2 separate regions of the Oryzias latipes genome follow, and region 1 is linked to region 2. The links are chromatin contacts, called in public Hi-C maps. All regions are on one chromosome and are shown on one strand. The core of a region is the stretch at or near the end of the contact, and the rest is flanking DNA. Distances in the headings are between cores, read along the strand shown. Region 1 holds the start of col2a1a (collagen type II A). Region 2 holds the start of LOC101159092 (protein shisa-5-like).

Evidence for each region. Hi-C and Micro-C count contacts between places; a contact is called where the count stands out from the background.
Region 1: a contact with region 2 is called in a Hi-C map of embryo, with 2.1 times the contacts expected there. The contact joins the promoter of col2a1a here to the promoter of LOC101159092 in region 2. A contact is called at or near these places in 3 of 5 Hi-C or Micro-C datasets (embryo and fibroblasts).

The regions. Positions count from the first base shown.
Region 1 is chr5:10,250,234-10,254,686 of ASM223467v1, reverse strand. col2a1a (collagen type II A) reads right to left here and starts at 1,673. Exons shown (of 53, transcript NM_001246659.1): 1 at 1,580-1,673. The coding sequence starts at 1,673.
Region 2 is chr5:10,057,600-10,061,980 of ASM223467v1, reverse strand. It overlaps LOC101159092 (protein shisa-5-like), which reads right to left and starts at 2,084. Exons shown (of 6, transcript XM_004068667.4): 1 at 1,751-2,084; 2 at 1,378-1,531; 3 at 1,065-1,204; 4 at 792-932. The coding sequence starts at 1,817. LOC101158845 (protein shisa-5) reads right to left here. Exons shown (of 5, transcript XM_004068666.4): 5 at 3,135-4,381. It overlaps LOC110015111 (a long non-coding RNA gene), which reads left to right. Exons shown (of 3, transcript XR_002290196.1): 3 at 2,175-3,330.

The sequences.
Region 1 (4,453 bases), core at 424-2,923, 190 kb before region 2:
AGGAGAAGATAAAAGTTATCTATTCTTACTTTACTGCCTTTTCCTAGCTTTTTTCTGATACTCTTTTCTAACTTCTGATACCTTTACTGTCTCATGAGCGCCAGGGATGATCAGTCCAGGGCCTCAAAACTTATAGGCACAAACTTTTAGCAGAGGCTTAAAAGAGGACAGTGAGGCGACTGTGCTGAGGTCACAGTCATACCTCTTTTCTTCACAAAGACTGCCCCCCCCACAAAAAAAGAAAGAAAACGAAAGAGGCTTCTGGATGGTTTGAATTTTATCTAATAACTCTTTGTGTCTGAAAGGGTAACTTGACACTCCAAATTACTTTGACACAACTATTTCTTTCCCTTTTCACTTAAGAAAATAAATAACATTTTCTTTGCTCTAAAAGCTAACTAAGCTTGATTTGCTAAGAGCAAATACTTTTTTTTTTTAATTATAGTTATAAAAGTCTTTGTCCCATATTTTTCCATTCCCATTCCTTCCTCTCTTCCTCTCTAGCTCTTTCTCAGTGGGTTGACTGTCACACAGTACTAATCTCTGGAGCAGATGGAAATGCTTTAATCATTTGGAATATTACTTCTGGTCTCCTCTGGCATTTTAAGTGTCTCTTAAAATGCTAAATAATGATGGGCAGTCCTGCAGGTGCACAAAAAATAACAAGTTATGTAGTCTCTATGTGCTGGAAAAAAGGTTCAAATAATATCCTATTTAAAAGAAGTTTCAAATAAAGTTTGAAAGTTTAGTTTGAGAAGACTTGGGCTAGTGGTCCACATTTTTGCCTCAGCAAGCCAGGATTTGTCTGAATGCCCTCTGACAGCAATGGAATGTGAACAGTTTTCACCAAAGACCCTTGAGCCTTACCACCTTTCACTTTTTGCGCATCCCCTCCCCCCTTTCCCATATAAAATGAATCTGCAGTCTAAAGAGGAGTCTGCCAAGACCCCTAAAGCATCCACAGGTGTCAGACAGCTCAACTTTTACTAAGAAAGGAAGACATGTATTGCAAAACACATTATCTAGATCAGATTGCGTTTTAGTCTGCAATTTCAACTCAGGTGAAATTAAAAACTATAAAATTTTAATTTAGTCGATCAAACAACAGCCCGAAAAATCAAGACTTTATAAACCATTTTTAAATATTCTTCCTTCAATTTTGCTATGCTGTATATTTTTTACATTATATTTTAATTATACTTATCTTTTTATGCAATAACTATTGGTACATAAACTCCGAAAATGTCATCACCTAGAAAAGGTTTTGCAGAGGGAAGCATCCAAATATCAACAAACTTTGTGCGTAAAAGTGACTTAAGGAGACAAAAACAACTTAAAATCTAAACCAAAGTCCAGATTCTGTGCGTAGCAGGGTCTAAAGGGTGAAAATAATACCTTGAAAACCAAACCAAAGTCTAGATTCTGTGCGTAAAGTACCTTGAGGATGAACAAACTACCTTAAAATCCATACCAAAGTTGAGATTCTGTGCGTAATGCAGCACATTTTTGGAGTAAAGAGAGAGAAACGCTCCTCACATTAAATGCAACTGTTTGATCAGATAATGAAACTCTCACTTACGGTCGTCATCCAGCTGACATCTCACAACGGCTAATAAACAAAGTTGGGTTGCTACAAGTAGCAGTACAGTCCTGGATTCCAAAAAACTAATCATGTCTAAATATTAGACATGCACGGTCCTTATGGGAAAAGAAGGGCGCGAGGGGAGCAAATGCGTCTCTCGGGGTTTAGTGCTTTTTGTCCCCTTTCACAAAAGCCGGATCATTCGTCCTTCACACTTCCCAAGAAACCAATGGGGGAGAATCCAGCAGCAGGACCCGGACCTGCAGCAGAGACTCAGCACCGACCGCTTTGGGCCAGACGCTTTGGCTTTATGTGTCCGTTGCCTTCAATGAATCTTCGTTTATTCCTAAATATCAGTCCAGCCCCTTTTGCCCCCCTGTCAGGTTGAAATCTGAGCCCAAATTCCCTCCTATTCTATCCTCCAGGTTTCTTATCCCAGCCCCAGACCACTCCTTTCCACACGTGCCGAAATGCGCCCAGCAAGACTGGAACTCCCCTCCTCCCCATCACTCACTCACTCACTCCATCCTGCGTCCTCCTTTATAAATATTTGCAGAATACCATGCAAAAAGGTTCAATTGTACGTTAAAGTTTTACATTATGGATACGTCATGGGTATCATGGGTTATCTTGGGTATATTGAATTAGGAAACGTTTTCTTCCTGAATTTTTGTTGGGCTAGATTCGATATTACCTTTAAAACATTTTCTAATGAACAGTGGAGTGAATTGCTGCTCTGTCTGGAGGACCCTGACATTAGTGGTCACATGGTTTGGGTTTCTGATTTGTTTCTTTTCAATAAAAACATGTAACTCTGACAGTTAATTAAAAGAATATATATATATTTTATAACAACAACCAAAGCACTGAAACTGATTTGTAGTCGCATCAAAAAATATTGTATAGACCCCTACAGATATTTGTTAGCATAAAATCTGTTAGGGTGATCAGAGTTCAACACATTGACTTCTTTTTCCATGAAGTTATCATGAACCTCAGGAAGTTTTAACATTAAAGAGCTAACTATAGTTTAACCAATTACCATTCAATTTGGTTAAAATGTATATCTAATTTTTTTTAGGCAAAGTTGATACAATCAAACCAGTTTTAACATTTTTTAATCAACCCCAATGTCAGTTTATTACATTACAGTTTAGGATTTTTGTAGGATGTCCTTCAGTCTTCATGAAACCACCACAATGTCAACTCTCTGAGAGTCTGAATAAATTACATCTTAGACATTTTTTGAAACTACGCTATCACAAATATAAGACTTTGTTGTTTCAAATGGTTGCTCTCAACCATTTCCTTCCTCCCGTTTGACTCTTCTTAGCTCCTGTTTTAATAATAAATGACTACACCTTCTCTCACCTGGAGATGTTTAGGAACATAAAACATGACATTTTATCCCAGAATTTTTTGATCCATATTCCTGCATCACATGGTCTAAAAAAAGAAAATGAATAAAACCAAAGTTATCTTATAGTATTTAAACATTTACAGTTTTTATAATATCCTTAATCATGTCGAGTTGCCTCCTCCTATCATCTTTTGATCTATTTTAAAAGCACTCCCACCTGTCTTTTAAATATGATCATGCCATTTTTAGCCAAAATAAATGAATAAAAACCTGTGTTGTTTTCTAGTGTCTGCAGAACGTCAGGAGTTCGTCAAAGTTGCCTCTGAGTTGTAAAAGGGGCTGTTGGTTTGAGGTGGGCCTTCTTTCATTTCCCATATTCCTTTAGTTTACACGCTCTTCTGCTGGCTTATTAACCCCCAGCCTAATATTACCAGTGCAACAAAAATAGTAAGCAATATTGGAGGTATCCAGCTGTACAGTTTTGAGCCAGACGCCAGCTCAGACGAGGAAAATGAAGATGTACATGGATCTAGTCGTCTACAAGCAGATGCATCAGAATGGGGCAGAGCAGGGAGCTTGTGGCCTCCCGATTGCAAAAAATGTGATTTATTTATTTATTCATTTATTTACTTTTTACACAAAATTGTCTGATTCAAATAAAACAGATAAAAAACAGAAATAAAAGAGAAAAAACAGAAGTGACTATGTGCGCCTTTTTTTCCTTCTTTATCTTTAAAATGTGATATATACAGTTTAAATAAAAAACAAAGCTTTACAAAACAAAAGAGTTCAAGATTCTTTTAAGGCAGTATGGATCAGTGTTCTTCTGTTTTCATAGTGATTTGATTTTGATTTTAGATCAGACTTAAAGTCTTTCTTTTTCTTTAGAGGATGTGCTGGTGTGCTGGTGTGTTATTGTCGATGCAGCTTTTGGCTTTACAGTTGGATAGAGTTCCTGACATTTGACCTTTTAACATGTTAAGTTAAAAATGTGTTCAAATAAAATAGACAATTCATCAGTCTTCCTATATTGTGCTAACCAGTTATGTTTGTATTGGACTGAACTGTTCCCATCACCACACATAAATTGGGTTATACGTTACCATTTATCTGTTTTTGAGAAACTTGTTCCCAACAAATATTGGAAAAAATCTTTTATGTACATTTTATTTTATTTTTTTTTAAAAAGGAGCAATTATGAGGATTAAGGGACATGGGGGTATATTTTGTGTTTTTCCTTTTTGCAATTTTGTAAAAAACAAAACTATAGTTTCTAACAGCAAATGCATTCAAAGGATTTTTTTTTTTCTAATTTTTGATGAAGCAATTTATACAGAAATTAACAGTCTTGAGACAAATAATTTGGTTTCTTTTAAAGTAGCCACAATCTCACCATCAGAACTCTGGACAGAGCCTCTGTCACATGCTGCTGAGGCAACAAATCATTTGGGGAGGGGTCATGGAGACTACAGTGGAAGTTATTTTTTGTCTTCAGCTTTATTTTTGTGTTC
Region 2 (4,381 bases), core at 835-3,334:
TTGTCAGGCCACTCCTGGAAAACTGCTTGTGGAGAATCCTTAATAATGGGTTTAAAAGTCACACAGCATTTACTACATTTCCTTTCTGGATGTTTTTATGTAAATGTCTTTATTTCTCATCTGTTTCTGAACTGGATCCAACCTTTTCCATTATTATAAATAACGTTTTCTTTTCTTCAGCAAAAGACGATCCTGTCCAAAAGTTTAAATATTTTTATAAAAAGGGAATATGGAGGTTAACAATGTTGGTGCTTATTTTTCAACGTGGCATGCCTGTTTTGACAGATGTTTTTCCTCGTCACAGAAGGCAAACAACGTATTTACTTTGCCCCTCGTTTTCTCTTAACTTTTCTCTCAATAGAAAAGAAAAGAAAAAGATTTCCCCATCATTTTAGTTTGTAGTTATTCGACCCAAAAGAATAGATAACAATATTAAAATTAAGTCATTGAAACACAAAATAAGGTGTATCTGTGTCCAATTTAAAAAAAACCCCACAGAAGATAACTAATCAAACAGTTTAGTATAGTTTTAAATAATCAAAAATGTGAGCGACCCCTCATTGGTGTCAAATAAGTAAGCATTACCATCTTAATACCACATTTTGGGTTATATTACCACTAACTCTGCTTAACTAGGGCCCTAATTGTGTGTTGAGGGTTTGCTCAAACTTTAGTACAGGTCTTGAGAGGTTAATTTCATCTACGCAAACTTTAATGCCTGTTTTAACAATATTTATCAGTAAAGTAAGTTAAAGCTACAGGCCGTTCTCATGTCAATAAGTTTCACTTACTGGAGTCTATGTAAGAGGGTGGGGGTGCTGTGGGCATGGGCGGGCCCTCAAATGCTGACACAGGCTGATATCCTGCATTGGATGGCTGGTTAGCAGATTGTGGTTGTGCAGGCTGGGACGCGTTGACGGCACTTCCATAAGCTGAAGAAAGTCACAATCAGTGTAAGTGAGGATTTCACTGACAAATGCAGAGAAGTGATATAAAGATTCAAGAAGAGTTAAAAACAAAACTCCTCTTTGTTTGAATGAAAGTCAAACAAATGTGCATCTTACAGCGTGGGCTGTGTCCTTTTCGACATTTCCGGTAGCACAAACAGCAGGGAGCCAAACAGCAGATGAGCAGAGTCACAGCGAGGATGACAGGAATTAAAGTTCCAACGATGATTCCCACAAGCACAGCAGTGCTAACAGAACTGCAACAGGCAGCCAATAGGAAGGAAAGATGAGGGAAAACAAAAAAAACACACATCTGTTTTATGAAACACAATGGTTATGTAAAACAGAACATTTTCATGTCTTTTCTTTTTTTATTTCACGGACTGTGACATTTTTTGAACTTCTGCTTAGTGGAAAAAGATGGACACACCTTTCAAAACACTGTTCCTGTTTTTCCTGAGTGAAGCGGAGTTTCTTGTCATTGCAGCAGTTCTTGAAGCTACAGTCCCCACAGCAGTACTTGGAGCACTGCCTTGCTTCGTGGAAGTTGCCATCCATGTCTCTGTAGCTGATACACAAATCACCTTTACAACACAAAGATTAATGTGAGAAATGAGGCAAAAAACCCATGTGAAAGCAAAAGGAACCAGAACCAGACCTGACAACAGTTCCATTCCAGAACACTATAACATTTTTACTGCTAAACTTTTGACTCACTTTGCTACTGCTTACATGTCAACAAAAACATTGAAAGAAATTGTCTTCTGGTTAATTCAATTCAATTGAAAAAAAACAAGGCTTACCCCATACTGTCCGAAGCAAAACAACACAAAAAACACACAAAGTGCGGCCTGAGACACCTGGGACCATGACTCCTGTGACGATGTGGAGACATATGACAGAAATGGAGTCTGAATCCTGGGTGAGACAGTTACTCCAGTTTGTGTGGGACCCAACCCTGTAGTTTGTAAACCAACAACATTCCTATCTACACGGGTAACACTCTCACCTGGATTACCATGAAAGACAGTATAAAGGGGAGATGCATGGACGTTTAACTGTTAATCCATCAAAGGTTTGAGTAGGTTTTGAACGACAAGTGCAGAAATTTAATGCAACATTTTTGGAAAATATAGGTTTTGTGGGGTTTTTTCAAAAAAAAATTTCCAATTTACCACTGTTCAGATTAAATATACTAAAAGGCATATTTTATTGTTTTACCTACAGTTGGGATTGCACTGGAAGAGATGGTGTAGCCCAGAAGAACCAAAGTGGACCATGTAGACGCTCTAAAACTTAATGTGCATCGTCTGGCAACATGTGGATGTGCTTGGTGGCTCCACCCAGGTTTGCTCTTTAACCAGTTTCATTGCAATTTTTTCCCCCCAGTGCATCCATTCCCTGCACCCTGTCCTAGGTTTGGATCACATGTGGTACAGTCTAAGCACACTGCGAAAACAAGCCCCTAGAAATAAGTCAGTCTCCTCCCATTGTTATTTATTTATTTATTTTTTTGCTTATTTAAAAAAAAAACTGCCCATAGGGGTAAGAAAAATAGTTTTACCACTACTGTTCCTAGGCCAAATAAGATAGAACTTTTCCAGCTTCTTCCAGTTGGAAAACAGCCAGAACATTGACCTACAGGAGGGCATCTGACCAACACTTCTATGAAATGTCAAAGTAAAAGAACTTTTATGTCTTTGCCTCGTTGGAGTTAACATAAAGAATACCCTTCCAGAAGTCTCTCCAAGTCTTCAGTGCATAAATGGTAAATCTTTATCCCATGGAAAGTGCTATATACTGGATTTCTCTCCCTGATCTAACAGAACTTCACTTGCAGTCCACACTTTGTCTATTTTTCTGCTTTTTTTCTTTTAAGATACTGTATACTTAACCCCTGATGCCTATTGATACAAATATGCATCAAACCAGTTCAGCTCCAAAATTACATTCGTTTAACATCGATTTGAAAGCAAAAACATACAGTTCATAGCTGGAAATAAATTAAGATACCAAGGGGTTGAACACTGCTGATTGATTGCTGGAAGTGTTTTTTTATCTGTCAATATAAAACATTGGTGTTATGCAGAGGGCAAAAGAAAAAAGAAAAACCAAGAGTACTAAACAGCTGTAGGCTCTGAACTATAATCTGAGCAGATTTATATTTAAAAATGTAATCACGCAGACTTGGAGAGCAACAACATTTATTTTATGGATATAAGCAAATAAATGATATTAACATACATTTTGGAACAACAGTAAACCCCAGCAATTAGTTACTTTTCCAGTGACATTTGAGACGGGTATGCATATGTTTTTTTTTCCTCAAGTCAACGTCATGGAACAACACTGATGTAAAGGAACAATCCCAGCACTGCAAAAACAATTCACAGGCTGCTTCTTAAGGAAAAAGGACACTTTTTCACACTAGCTTATGAAAGCACAAACCAACATTTAGCGGGTTTTTGTTCTTCTTTTTTTGCACAAAAATAGAAAAACAAAAAAGTTGCTAAGAAAAACTGGTATTGAAGTTAACTTTGTAACACAGAAAATGCCTAAACAAAAGTAAGAAATGACCTAAATGAGGCACAAACTTCATAGACTGGTGAATACACTTAAAAAGGGTTTAAAGTGCTCTATAATGACATATGGATTTGAATTAAAAGATCTAGAAAGGCACATGTGATTTCACCTGTTTGTTTAGCTCTTGAGTTCTTTGGGGCTTGAAGAAAAATTCAGTGAGAAGCGGACGAATCCGAGTAAAACCTCCAATGCATTTCTGCAGAAACTAACACACATGACAGCAACAAAATAAAACCCAATACAAAAAAAAAGTTTTAAAAAAAGTAAAGGCTAAATGTAATATAATAACATGATAAATTTACTTGCATTTGCATTTAAAGCTTAAATTGATCAACCTCTATTAAAAATCTTCCCTTTTGCTGGAGTGCTGAAAGTTTTCTGCTGGACATTCAACATCAATTCTAATGGAACACTAAACAGTAAGCAGACGATGACGCTAACTTCAAAAACATCCCTCACTTTTAGATCACTTTAACAAAGTGGTTTCCACCTTGTGCAAAATCAGAAATAATACATATGTGGAACAGCTAGAAAAAAAATCTTTGCTCGGTAATTTCAAACAGCATTGCGATGCTGCAAGAATCCCAAAAATGAACCTTCAAAGCCCTTGGTGTCTGCAGTGATGGGCAGATGTCAATCTGAAGGACCTCTGAAGAGCAGGACCAAAAGAAATTTGCAAGGCGTCTTCACGCACAGAACAGCAATAACTTTCAAATCAAACACAGCTGTTTTGTATGTGTTTTGCCAAGAGGATACAGACGATGGCGCATAAAAAAATGTAAGAAAAAAACCAGTTAAAGGACTGTCTCTCCTGTATGCACAATGCAAGGCACATACAATGCAAGGTCTGG